Linked DNA regions of Zea mays: region 1 is linked to region 2. Evidence: chromatin contacts called from public Hi-C data. All regions are on one chromosome and are shown on one strand. The core of a region is the stretch at or near the end of the contact, and the rest is flanking DNA. Distances in the headings are between cores, read along the strand shown. Region 1 holds the start of LOC100282394 (zinc finger, C3HC4 type family protein). Region 2 holds the start of LOC100279391 (U-box domain-containing protein 7).

Region 1 (6,466 bases), core at 2,136-4,635, 300 kb before region 2:
GTTGTCCCCCAGCTACAAGACAACATAGGACTACAAACATAATGAAGAAACAACTCGATTACTGCTACAAAAATGAACCCACAAGTTGCAGCAGAATGCTAAAATTTTGGTTCTATTAGGCTTTACTTACCTAACAACTTGTTGTGGTTGCCTATTTATTCTTTCACAATCTTTTCTTTGGTTGATGAAGTTTCTCATGATCAAACATAATCAGCTCGTTTCATGGAAAATATGGAGCACAACATTTTTTAGTGATAGTAGCGTAATCATTTCTAGCTAGTGATGTTTCTTGTGGTTTAGTGAAGCTAGATTTATTTGTAAGAGCAACAATGCAATTCAGGGTTCATACTATGACACTAATGTTCAGTGTAAGAGATATGCCAAAAAAGAGGTGATTTTGATTGGTGATAAATACTACGCGCGAACTTCTAATACTTATGGTTTCTATTGATATTCTAGGCTACGTAGCATAGGTTCATGTATGAGGTGCGATGTTTGTAGTGGTGGTAATGAGTTGTAAATTTTACACTATAAAATTTAAGAATCGAATCGGATTATGATCGAACCCTATTTTTATTCATTTTTGAACTAAAATAAATTAAGGGATCAAACAAATTGTAAATAAACATTTAGATCGTAATCCATTACCATGTTCCCACTCCAGAAACTTGTTAGCTTGGGTAATCTCCAACACGAGTTCATCCACTCGCTTTGCCAAATCAGGTCTCTAGAGATCGCCCTCTGTCTTCATCACCTCGAGCACGCTTAGACGCTCCTCACGGCGCAGAGCCACTACATCCACTTGTTGTTGGATCGCATCACAGCGTGCCGTGAATTGGGTATGAATCTCGTTGCAGCACTCTTCGACATGGCACTCTACATCGTCACAACGCCCGTCGATCTTCTCTAAGAGGCATACTTAATGGATCTAGGATTGTTGTCTCTGCCACCAGATGTTAGCACGTTGGATGGGGAGTATACATGTCAAAATGGGTGGGCCGGACCAACCCGGCCCGAGCCCGGCTAGGCCCGGCACAGATTGAGATCATGCCATCCCGACTCAGATTAGAAAGCGGGTCGTGTCGTGCCGGCCCACGAGCCTCGAGCGAGGCCCAGACACGACACGCTAAGGTATTAACCGTGTCGGGCCGGCCCACGGCACGACGGGTCTAACAGACCTATAATAATATATGGTGTTTAAATGGTAAAAGTATGTTAAAAATATGCATACATGAAGGTTAAAAATATATTGTATCTTATTTATATGAAAATAAAAATAAAAATAAAAACGGGTCATATGGTACCTAGCCCACCGTGTCGCGCCTTAGGCCCAAGCATGGCCCGGTGACTGGGCCGGGCCGGCACGAGCCCGCTTTGCTTCATGCTGTGCCGGGTTTGGACCGGACCAAATCCGTGCAGGGTTTTAGGCCGTCCAGCAAGCCCGGCAAAATATATAATGGGGAGAGTGGGTTGGTGCAGATCGGAGGAGAACTGTTGTGTGATGTCTGCTCGTGTTATAGGTCAGATAACCCTTTCGAGCTCAGCCTACGACGCTCTTACACGGCCCACTCTAGCCCAGTCACATGGACGTTCCTGCGCCTCAGCCGACGCGGGCGTGTTTCGTCGCCTCCCTTCGCTTGCTGTTGTTCTGCACCTTCTGCTTCCATATCTCCGGTGTCCCAACATCGTTGTAGTGGCGCTAACATTCACAAGATTTTCAGACCAACTAAGGTCTAGTTTCGAAACATAAATCCCTTCGGGATTCACAGAGATTGAGGTAAAAATTAGCTTAATTTTCCACTCAATCCTCAGAAATCCCGAGGATAATTTAAGTTTCCAAACTAGCCTTAAACATATTTTGGACAAAAAAATCTAAAGGTTTTTAGTCACTCAATAAAGTAATTGAACAGAGTAAGCAAATGGTGACAGCATAGAGTCAACTGTCAAGCATTTGCTAGTCTTCAGTTATACAGCAGTATGATAGAAGCAGTAGCTGCTCTACGAATCATTGATCTCGAATACAAGAAAAACGTCCGATAGTACTCTGTGAAGCAAACATCAATTTTATCAGAAGAGAAACTGTAACTTATTAGTTCACAAGATTTACAGAAAGACTAATCATATGATCAGGCGTTCAGCAGCAAAAACTAACAGAGTATGGAACTGGCGTCATGCACAGATGCGCTATTGCAAGAACTAGAAAACATTATGGCGAAAAGTTTATACCAAAATCTTGCAATTCTCATCCCAAGATGCCCATTGATCAGTATCAATTTGAACACTGGGGCGCGAGGAAATGGTACAAAGTGCCAAACCAATTAACGAGAATCTATCTGCTATTCGCTTTCATCAGATCATTGGATCTGAGCCAAGAACTAACAGAACATTGCTTAGTTCATCACAAGTGAACGTAGATCAGAACAAAAGAAGAAACAAGCTAAGTTTGTTCAGTTCCGACGTAGCAAAAAAAAAAGTAAATGACTCCATGAGAACCGATCCAGACCATCAGCGAGATGCAATACCCTTTGACCAGTTCCAATAACGCATGCAGAGAAAGAAACGACGAAAGAATCCTTAAAGAACCTCTGGAAGAACTGATCCAAAAGACGCTCCAACACTGTCCCATCCAAGCTCGATCATGCGTCTTTACGACGGAGACCCAAACTGTAGCGCGTCCTGGAATCATATCGACGGTGGATACCGCGGTCTTCCCAGGTCCAACGACAGTCGCCGCTGTGGCCCCTGCTCCGACGACGCCCACCGCCTCGGCTCCTGAGCCTCCAAATCCGACGTCGACGTCGACGTCGACGACTGTGCTGGCAGTGGCACGGGCGCGGTCGGTGGAACCGATGTCGTCGGCGCCTTCCACGGTAACACGGGGTAGACGGGCTTGCAGCAGGAGGGGCAGCGCATGCGGTTCTCGCGGAGCCAGTCGTCGATGTTGCTCATGCACTTGGGACCCTTGCGGAGGTGGAACACGTGACCGCAGGAGAGCGTGCGGACCTCCTCCCGCTGGTCCAGGCTGCGGCCGCACATGGCGCAGTCGTAGGCCAGCGCCTGCCCCAGGGTGGTGACGCCGCCGAGCGTGCAGACGCGCATCCGCCACCATCCTCTCGAGAATCGGCCGTCACGGTAAGCCTTCATGCCCAACCAGCAGCTCACGCCGGTGAAGAGGGCAATGGAGGTGCCGCCGACCGCGGTGCCGATGGCCATCCCGACGGTGCCGCTGTCGTCGGCCATGGCGCCTTCGCTCCTCTTCCCCTTCCTTGCCTCTCCCCCACCCCTATCTCTCTCTCTCTCTCGCTCGATCGCTCGCTCTGGCTTTCTCAATTGTTCGCTCGCGTTGCTTTAGAATTGTTTGCGTTTGGAAGGTGGCAATGGCATTGGCGGTGCCGCGTGCCGGTGGTGGGTATTTGTAGGAGGGTGTTCGGCTGTTCGCTATGCTTAGTCGGTTAATTTTACATGTGGGCCCCAGCCCCCAGGTCACGATCCCAGACACCGGACGCCGCTGGAAGAAGCACAACTGCTGTGAGTAATTGCGTGTCGCTCAAGACATTCTTAACACGTCGCGGCCGGAGATATGGTTTCAGACTTCAAATCAGAGAGCATATATAAGGGAGCAATAAGCAGAAGCATCGTTGTACGTAGTGGCATGATATTAGGAAGGTATCAGGTGCATTATAGATCTATAGTGTACATGTTGCAAATAGTAAATCACGATATTTATTTTAGATAAGTTAGATGATATCAATCAGGTCCATATGCATCAAATTACCCATCAACGTGCTCTCAGGCCTTCCATGTGTACCAAAAGGTCCATATACATTAATTGGAGTCTACTAGTTGCTTTGGATAAGTTAGATGATATCTATTTGGATTTGGACAGCAAAAACACTGATCCGCAGTTTGTTTCCTTTCATTTTGAGAAATTAGAATCTTACTAATGGAATAAACTATTTTTTTAGAATGTGGCATTCCACCATTTTACAAAGTTATCATATAAGCTTATCTCAAATTTATGAGGTGAGAGATGTAAATTAATTCTATAGATTTAGATACTATTTTTCCGATGTACAACTTATAGTATATACTTTTCTACTTGTGCCGCTATAACATAAATGTAGTATATAACTATCTCTGTCATATGATTTAGGATAATATACAAATATATTACATATATAAATATATAAACTTAATTAGTTTTATCAAAATTATAATTATTAAAATGAAATTCCAACGAAACAAACGGGCCTGAAACTAATTTCTGCAATGGTTGCTCATGAACTGAGCAATTATTTCTGCAAACAAATTACGTTACATCTTCAGCTCTCGGCTGTACCGTATTCACCTGGAAGCTGGAACGCAAGCGGGGAAACAATACTCCAAGCAAGCAAAGCGCACTGCAAGATTTCTCAAAAATTGTTAATCGTGTCTTCAGTTCAACTGCCTTTTGTGTTACGTAGCCCAGAATATCAAGTATTATTAGAAGTTCGTCTGTAGTATCTACAATTAATCAAAATTACTCTCTTACAATGAATTGCACTCGTTTAAGGAAGACCCACACGAAACGATTGAGCAAGAGAAGTGAATTCTCCCTCTGCATTTCTTATTGTACCCCAAACACTATATTTAATAGTATTTACTTTTGATTATGTGCATAAATTGATGTGTTTGCCTAAATAGGATTACTTAGAAATACTATCCATATTTCTTGTTTAACCGGGGATTAAAGCTATGGTTAGTAATTATGCTATTGCTTAAATGTATTATTATGTTGTCACTCTTTGAAGATATTATTGTTCTACAAATGAAATAAATATTGTTGTTTTAATCTGAAGATTAAACAAAATTATGTTGTATTAAACGGAACATGAAGTGACCACACAGGAAAACAGTGCAACCACGAGTGCTATCATGACTCTGGCTTTGATAAATAGCTTTATAGACTTAGTGCTTAGCAACCCTACCTGAAAGATGGGCAAGAGGGGGTGGCAGTGGTTTGGTGGCAACTCATGTTAACATGGGGTGGTAGTCTTGACTAAGTTACCTCGCGCCAGAGGGTCACCAATACTGACGTGGAAACCTTAGCGGGTGTCTTTATACTAAGGATATTTTGTGAAAGCCTCATAATGGAACCCTAGTCATTCACCTCGGTAGTGTTTAAGGGTCCGTACAACCTAGGCCAGATGGGATACATGGCTTGTGGGTAAAGTTGTAGCACCTCTGCAGAGTGTAAATTTGATATGTCAGGCGTGCTCATGGTTAAGAGCAACCTGAACCCTTACATGATAACTGAACTTAAAGATGGAGAATAAATCATGATCCAATGGTTTCTAAATGGTTTGCTTGAGTGGTTTCACTTAAGTGCTTTTAGATATAATCATGTACTTATGTTTAGTTAGGAATTTTTGGGATACACTTACAATTAGTAAGTTAGGCGTTGTTAATAAAATATTTACCAACTAAAATGTTTACCGCTTAACCATAGCCTACCATGTTAACCTTGCATAACTCCTCCCACTTGCCGAGCCCCCACCATAAGTAAGCTCACCCCTTGCTAATTCAGAAGGTGATGAGGAAGACTTTGACGAAGATGTTGATGAGTGCTGAGTCTAGCAACGCTCCGGTCATCTTCCTGTGGGAGATTGCCCATGATATTTCTATTGTATCCTTCCACCACGACAGACTCCTTTCTACTCAGTTGTGGCGGAAGAAGTTCTTGTGGAGCTACACCACCATCAAGTGAGGAATGGTGTAATCATGGAGGACAGCTTTGAGGAGATTTTAGCAACACCCACTCCGTTGTCAGTCTCATGCCTTTCATGCGGGAACTTCATCTTCAACACTACCATTGCCAGCATCTCAAGCCCCTGCTCCTAGAGGTGATGACTCGGATGATTCTGGTGATGGTGGATACGATGATGATGAGGCAGAATAAGAAGAAAACAACGATGAAGAAGCCAATAATGAATATGAGGACAACTTTATTGGAATGTGGCCTATCACAGAACATTACACCTCAATGTTCGAGATGAGACACTTCCCAAACTTGCTGCAAAATGTACTACATGCGCTGGGAACCTACATTCGACCTCTATATGACACAAGGCGGGTTTATGAGCCCCCTCGGGCTTGTTACTACATCACTCGTGTGCATATCAGGTTGTAGGATGCAGGAGACAGAGGTTTCAGGATTCTATCATTCCATGAGTCTTTGACGCCGCTTTCCACATACGCTGCTTCGGTCAGCAATGCTACTCGGAGAGCTTTGTGGTCCCTCAGCCACACCTATCGGTAGCAGCTGCACGACATGGCGTACATGCAACTTCCCCTATGTCCTCGTGGAGAGAGCTAGACAGGTGTTGTTCCAGGTGAAGCTGGAGAAGATCGCCTCAATACTCTTGTAGGTGTGGTGGCAGGTCTTAACACCGACCTGGACAGTGCTACCCTGGACCTATCAAGGGTA
Region 2 (6,024 bases), core at 2,326-4,825:
GTGTTAGTGTTAGCGCCATCAGTCGCCGCACATGTGGTGCTTTCCAGCGATGAGATGCTCAGATGTTCTAGCTTGGGAGATTCTGGCGGCCCAGCTGGAACTGGAACCCCGTTCTGTTCGCACCAAGATGCTATCAGACCCTTAATGCAGTAATTAGGTGTTCTCAAGAGCTGGGACAGCTGCTTGCGAGTTTTCGGGCAGGTTGTGTTGCCACTGTGGAACCACTTCTCGATGCAAGCTCGTTCATATGTCTGACCGGATGCAATGACAACAGGGTCATACATGAGCTGCAGGGAGATTGGACACCTCAGCTCCTCAGGTGGCAAGGGCATACTCCCTGTCCCTGATAACCCTCCAATCTGCTTCGGACTTAAGGAGCCAACACTTGGGAGCCGCTTCTCGAGGATCTGACAGTTTCCATGGAGATCAGTTGAGCTGGACAGTTTACTGGAGGAGCAGGAAGGGCTTGAGCACAGGGAGTTGGTACTATCGTTTGTTTCACTCTTAAATATATTCGAGTATTTCCTAATAAGGTGCAGTAGATAGGCTGCAATTGATTCCTTTTTCAAGTCCTCCTCTGCATGGGCTCTCTCAAGAAGCCTCCTAAGTGCTCTTCTTTCAGTGAGAGCTGCCACGGATGATGTAATACCAACCCGGAAAGCAATTTGGTGGAGAAATTCAAGCTCATTCTCATCAAGGAATCCATTGGATTTTGGCTCGTTCTGGATTAGTTCACTCACTTCATCACCAACTTGCTTTTCGGACTGGTCCAAGACAAAACCAGCCTTTTCCAGCTCTTGTGCAATCATAGTGATCTGAAATTTAGAAAGGAAAGTAGTCATCAGGGGACCAGGAATCCAATTAATTCCACAAGAAAACAAGATCCAAGTCAGATTAGCATGAAAGATTTAATTCCTCATCAAAAGCTTCCGGCCAAAAAAAAAACTAACTGAAAATCTGGCGAAACTAGTGTACGTTTTGGATCCCTACAATCAAGCAATATTGTAAAGCTGCAATCCCCTCAAGATAAAGGGAGACATTAGGATTTGTTGCGGAAGTTCAGTATATGTGGTTCGACAAAAATAGCTGGCAAAGCTAAGTTTCTGAAAGACTGTAGGGTTAATTGCAGAAGTTCAGTATGTATGGTCCAACAAAAATACTAGCTGGCAAAGCTAAGTTTCTGAAAGATTATGGACAACTACCTTAGAACCGACTGCTTCCGGAATTGTTTCTTCTACTTGGTGAAGGCTTTCCAGAAGTCCTTGTCTTGAATTCTCAAATTTTGTTAGAACGCTTTCTGCTGTAACAGCCTGGAATTCAGTGTTAAGTCAAGCACATTGCATATGATAATACAGAAAGTTCATGAAAAGTTGGTTCTCTGCCAAGTGCATATGTGTTTTATAATTTATACCACCGGTGACATCATTGTACAAGAATAGTTCATGCATTCATCCTTTGTTTACTTTCTCAGACTAGAAAATATCAAACACATTCACAGGGATGAAAAAATATATACCAAGTAAAGCTTGCTACTCTCTGAGCAATACTGGAGTAAATTCTTGGCTTTCTCAACAGATATCCTCAAGGAACTCAATGCCAGGAGCCCAGGACTGCATCCTGACCGTGTAGTCTCAAAAGGAGGAATGGCATCCAAAACTTCACGGACTACTGTGTAAAGTTCATTGCATAGTGCCCCATGTAGCTGCGAAAAGAAGCAAAAGAATGATCCAACTGATCCTACCACCACCACCATCCTGATACGTCACATTATTGAATAACCAAAATGCTAATCTAGAAAACAACAGCAGACGAGAGATATACTATGGAACATTCGATATGGTAGGTTCAAAGTCTCATTTTTTTTTAACGTAATGGTGTGAGCTCTGCCTTTCCAACAAGAAGAAGATTAGAATTGACCTAGTTTTAAACAAAACCGGCCCCAAAACCTACACAGAGTGTCCAACCAACACAAGCAGTGACAAACTCTCACACAAAACCTATCTAGAGTCATTGTTGCCGAGCTCAACACAAGGTACGAGAAACTCCGACTTCGTCAGACGGGTCGCACACGACCAAAAGAAACACGACAACGCCTACACCTAAAACCTGGCACTGAAGGAGGAAGACCGCGACGCACCATCATTGCCAAGCCTCAACACACCCAAACTCGAGGCAGCTCCAATTCTTCACCAACGATCTTGATCCAACACCCACCTTCGGTTTTTTGCCCGGCCTCCAAAACAATCCATACCACAAGGAAGTGGGTTCGCCTCATGTCATCGTTGTCGAGCCACATCCCCAGATATAGCAGTTTCGACTTCACGTTGCAACCCCACCTCCACCCGCAATTCAGACGCCGAGAAACGAAAGCATCAACTGAAGGCAACGTCGAGGCCGAGACAAACACAAACATGATGCCTTCAGTAAGGGAACGACGTCTATAACGCCACCATCACCGCGAGCCACGTGAGCTCCCCGTCGGCTAGCTCCGGTGGCTAGCCCCATGTCGCGCAAGCGTGAGCGATGTGGGGGCTGAGTCTTCAAAATCTCTTGATGTTTCTTCAAAGTCTCGGTTGAAACATCGGTGATACTTCTAGGATGCAGCTGTATTTCTAAACTGGAGAAACTTTAACAAACAAGCATCACAAGACACTACATAGAATGGAAGTACAGTATATGTGTCTGATACAACCCTATGGCTAACAGTCACACAAACAAGATAATTCCAATTATAACAACATTGTAGCATCACTAGCGTCCGATAAAACGAGAAGTCAAGTGGATTACCTTCCAATTGCCAGCGGCAATGAAATCCCCGTCCACCTCAAGTCTCTCCATGGTCTCTTATTTGTCAAATTTCATCTGGCAAGAGAAAGGTGAAGCCAATTATACAATATGATATCAGTCCACGCCTAGAAGAATTAGTGTCAACGCAGATATGTGCGGTCAAATCAAGAAAACTAGCGTTCACGTGTATCCTGGAATTGTATTTATCACCATTTTGTTATAAAGCACAAAATCAGTCACCATGCGTACAAACTGGTTACAAAAAAGTCACTTCTTTTAAACTGCAAAGTTATACTGTATATGAAATGTAAATTTAATTACCTAAAGCTGAAAGAAAAGAGGCACATATCTTATGACTTAGAGCAAACCTTGATATGTCATAAAATGATTAAACTCGCAATATAACCAGGAAAATCAGCAATTACACTTAAATTTATGGAATGAACTTATATAATGCACCATCTTATCTAGAATGGACAAACCAAACACCGTTTTGGCACCGGCAAGAAATTTATTTAGCATCTCTAATGGCACGAGAATAGGTTTCCGTAAATCGGTTATATCAATGAAACTGGCACAATCTCGTGACGTTCGTTCATTAAAAAAGAAATGGCCTTCAGAAGAAGAAGAAATGATCGATGCCATCGACAAATTAAAGGTCCAATAATCATTTAGGACGAAATCGTACCCGAGGCAAAGAATTTGTCCATGACTACGGCGGCTTCCTTGGCCCTGCCCTTCGCCTACCCTAGCCATGTTGTTTGAGAGACACAAAACCGCGTTGAGCCACGAATGGTGGCCAGATGGTTGCGGAGGCTGCCTTCGCCAATGCATTGTCGTCCGGCTCCAGAAGTTTCGTGCGCTGGCCTGCTAAATTTGGCAGCAGACTCCTCTGGTCATCTAGCAGGGGAGCAGATCAGGTCGGCACTACTGATTATAAAGACTATATATACTAAACAGAGAAACTTTTACACAAATCAGCTGGTTTGCCCGAGTGGTTAAGGGGGAAGACTTAAGATCTTCTGCACTGAAGTGCGCGTGGGTTCGAACCCCACAGCCAGCATATTTTTTTAATAAATTAAAATTTTATTTCTTTTTGTCTCATTTTCAATAGATTATTTTTTTTTTGTCTCTTATTTTGTAAGTTCCTTTCCCGCCTTACTATTATTTGTTTGTCTATGAGCCAGCATTTTCAATAAATTATATTTCATATTTTTTTGTCTCTTATTCTGTAAGTTTTTTTGCTGGTTTATTATTTTTATTTGCGTCTCTATATTTTCAAGGTTTTCTTTAGCGTCATATACCATGTTTTTTCACCTTCCCCATATAATATTTAGCATCCAATACCATATTTCGTTTTGCCTCCCCATATTTAATGTTTTGCAACCTTAGCATCTTATCAAGCATTTTATTAAATTCATTTTTTCCCTGCCTAATATATTCTGTTTGCCCCGTGTACAGAACGACGTGAAGGCAGGAATTGTGAGTATCACATTTAGCAGCATGGTTTATGCCAGTCTGGAGGCATGCATTTCAGTCCTTCAGGTTCAGGCAGCCATATCTCGTAATTTACCCATGACAGGCCCAATTGTGGCCTGGCCTTGCTTTGCTTGAATGGACAAGCCTGCCTACCTACCTAGAAAGAGAAAGAAAAAATAAACATGGAGCCTGCGGGGTCAGCGGTGAAGGCTCCAGTAAATGCGTGGCGGCAACGACAGCGCACTGCGCGCCGGCACTGCAGGCCAACAAAACGAGCCTTCTCTTGTTGTTGGGAATAATGGTAGTACGTGAGCAGTGATGATCCCCGGCGGCCCAGCTGGACGCTGCCCTTGCAAGTGCGTTGGGACCCTACTCGATCCTTCGCCACACTTGCGCGGAGAGGGTAGGGATACAAGTATGTACTTGCATGGCAATCGGCCGGCCGGCCGGCATATATAGGCGCACAGTACAGCACGGTTTGGCGTTGGCGTCGTCGGTGATCGCCGAGAGGATTATAATCCTTCCTCCTACCACCAGCACAGCCGTCCTCGCTCACTCACGGAGGAGGACCACAGCCTGGCTACTAAGTAGTCGCAAAGCAGCAAAGGTGATTATTGTGCCCGACGCGACGTACTACGGTGGCCAATTAAACACCTCCAAAGTTGGAGGAGAGCATCCAGCATTCCGCGGCTAATTAATCATGGCGCGTACGATCATCTTCCTGCCCAGAGGGAGACGCTGTCCTGCTTGGTACACTTTGCCTTAATTTGTATGGCCACGCACGCACGTACGCTCGCTCGTGATCCAAGTATGAACGAACCACACACGTGCTGCCGGCTGCGCCCCCACCTGTGAGTTGTGACTGTGAACCCGGAACGCCTTTCCCTGTGATTGTTGACGTCGTAGCTCGTGACCGCGCGCAACCTCTCCTCTCGTTTCCGTGGAGAGTCTGCATGCCGCGTGTTCTTCGTGGTAAGCGCGTCCCGATCGAGACTCCCGCGCCCATGCACAGCTCTTTGCCTGCCTGTAGCCATGGAGATTTTCTCAACAGGCAGACCTGGTCGAGTTGTCGACTTGTCGTACGTGACGTGCGTGGGGTAAGGGATCGAGGGGTCGGTGGTTGGCCGCGCGCTGCAGCCTGCAGTCACCCAACTGGGACTGGGGCCTCAAACTTCGCTTTCCCATCCACTGTGCCTGTAATCTATGTGACGGGCCCACTGGATACCGGGCCGAGGCTAGCAGCTAGCTGCAACCAACTTCGCAGACACCACGATCATACGTGTCTCCTCTTTACTACGTTCGGTTTTCATCAGCTGTCACGGAGTTCCCCACGTCGTGGGACACTTCCGAATCCTGCCGCCTCTGCTTTATTTCTTTTGATCAAGTGCGACTTGCAATGCCCGACATCCCGCATGCTTGTCTTCGTAGCGTATCAAAAGCTTCTTTTTTTCCCCCCGACGGTTGATAAAATTCTCCCTCCGTGGAAGAATCCCCAAGCGCATCCATCCACTGTGGCCTACTGCAGCGGTAGTGCGTCCAGTTAGTGGTTCGTTCGACTAGGGGCTTGGTTCAGCTTTTTTCCAATAATCTAGCTGTAATGAGAATCTAGATGTCATGTGGATTACATGTGAAGAAAAATAAAGGTTTTCGTAATGTTCATAATATAGAACTAGGTAAGGGCCCGTGCGTTGCAACGGAAACATATCGTCAATATAGGGAACGTAGCTCCTACCAATCCTATACGCAGCGTACCAGAGT

Evidence for each region. A called contact is a pair of places that touch in the nucleus more often than the background predicts.
Region 1: a contact with region 2 is called in a Hi-C map of tassel, with 3 times the contacts expected there. The contact joins the promoter of LOC100282394 here to the promoter of LOC100279391 in region 2. A contact is called at or near these places in 3 of 25 Hi-C or Micro-C datasets (bundle sheath, ear and tassel).

What each region holds. Positions count from the first base shown.
Region 1 is chr2:37,171,109-37,177,574 of Zm-B73-REFERENCE-NAM-5.0, reverse strand. LOC100282394 (zinc finger, C3HC4 type family protein) reads right to left here and starts at 3,385. Exons shown (of 1, transcript NM_001155305.2): 1 at 2,210-3,385. The coding sequence starts at 3,240. The coding sequence ends at 2,683.
Region 2 is chr2:36,875,726-36,881,749 of Zm-B73-REFERENCE-NAM-5.0, reverse strand. It overlaps LOC100279391 (U-box domain-containing protein 7), which reads right to left and starts at 3,575. Exons shown (of 6, transcript NM_001152404.1): 1 at 3,476-3,575; 2 at 2,788-2,862; 3 at 1,517-1,702; 4 at 1,203-1,310; 5 at 1-815. The coding sequence starts at 2,838. TRNAL-UAA (transfer RNA leucine (anticodon UAA)) reads left to right here and starts at 3,768; the gene lies at 3,768-3,850.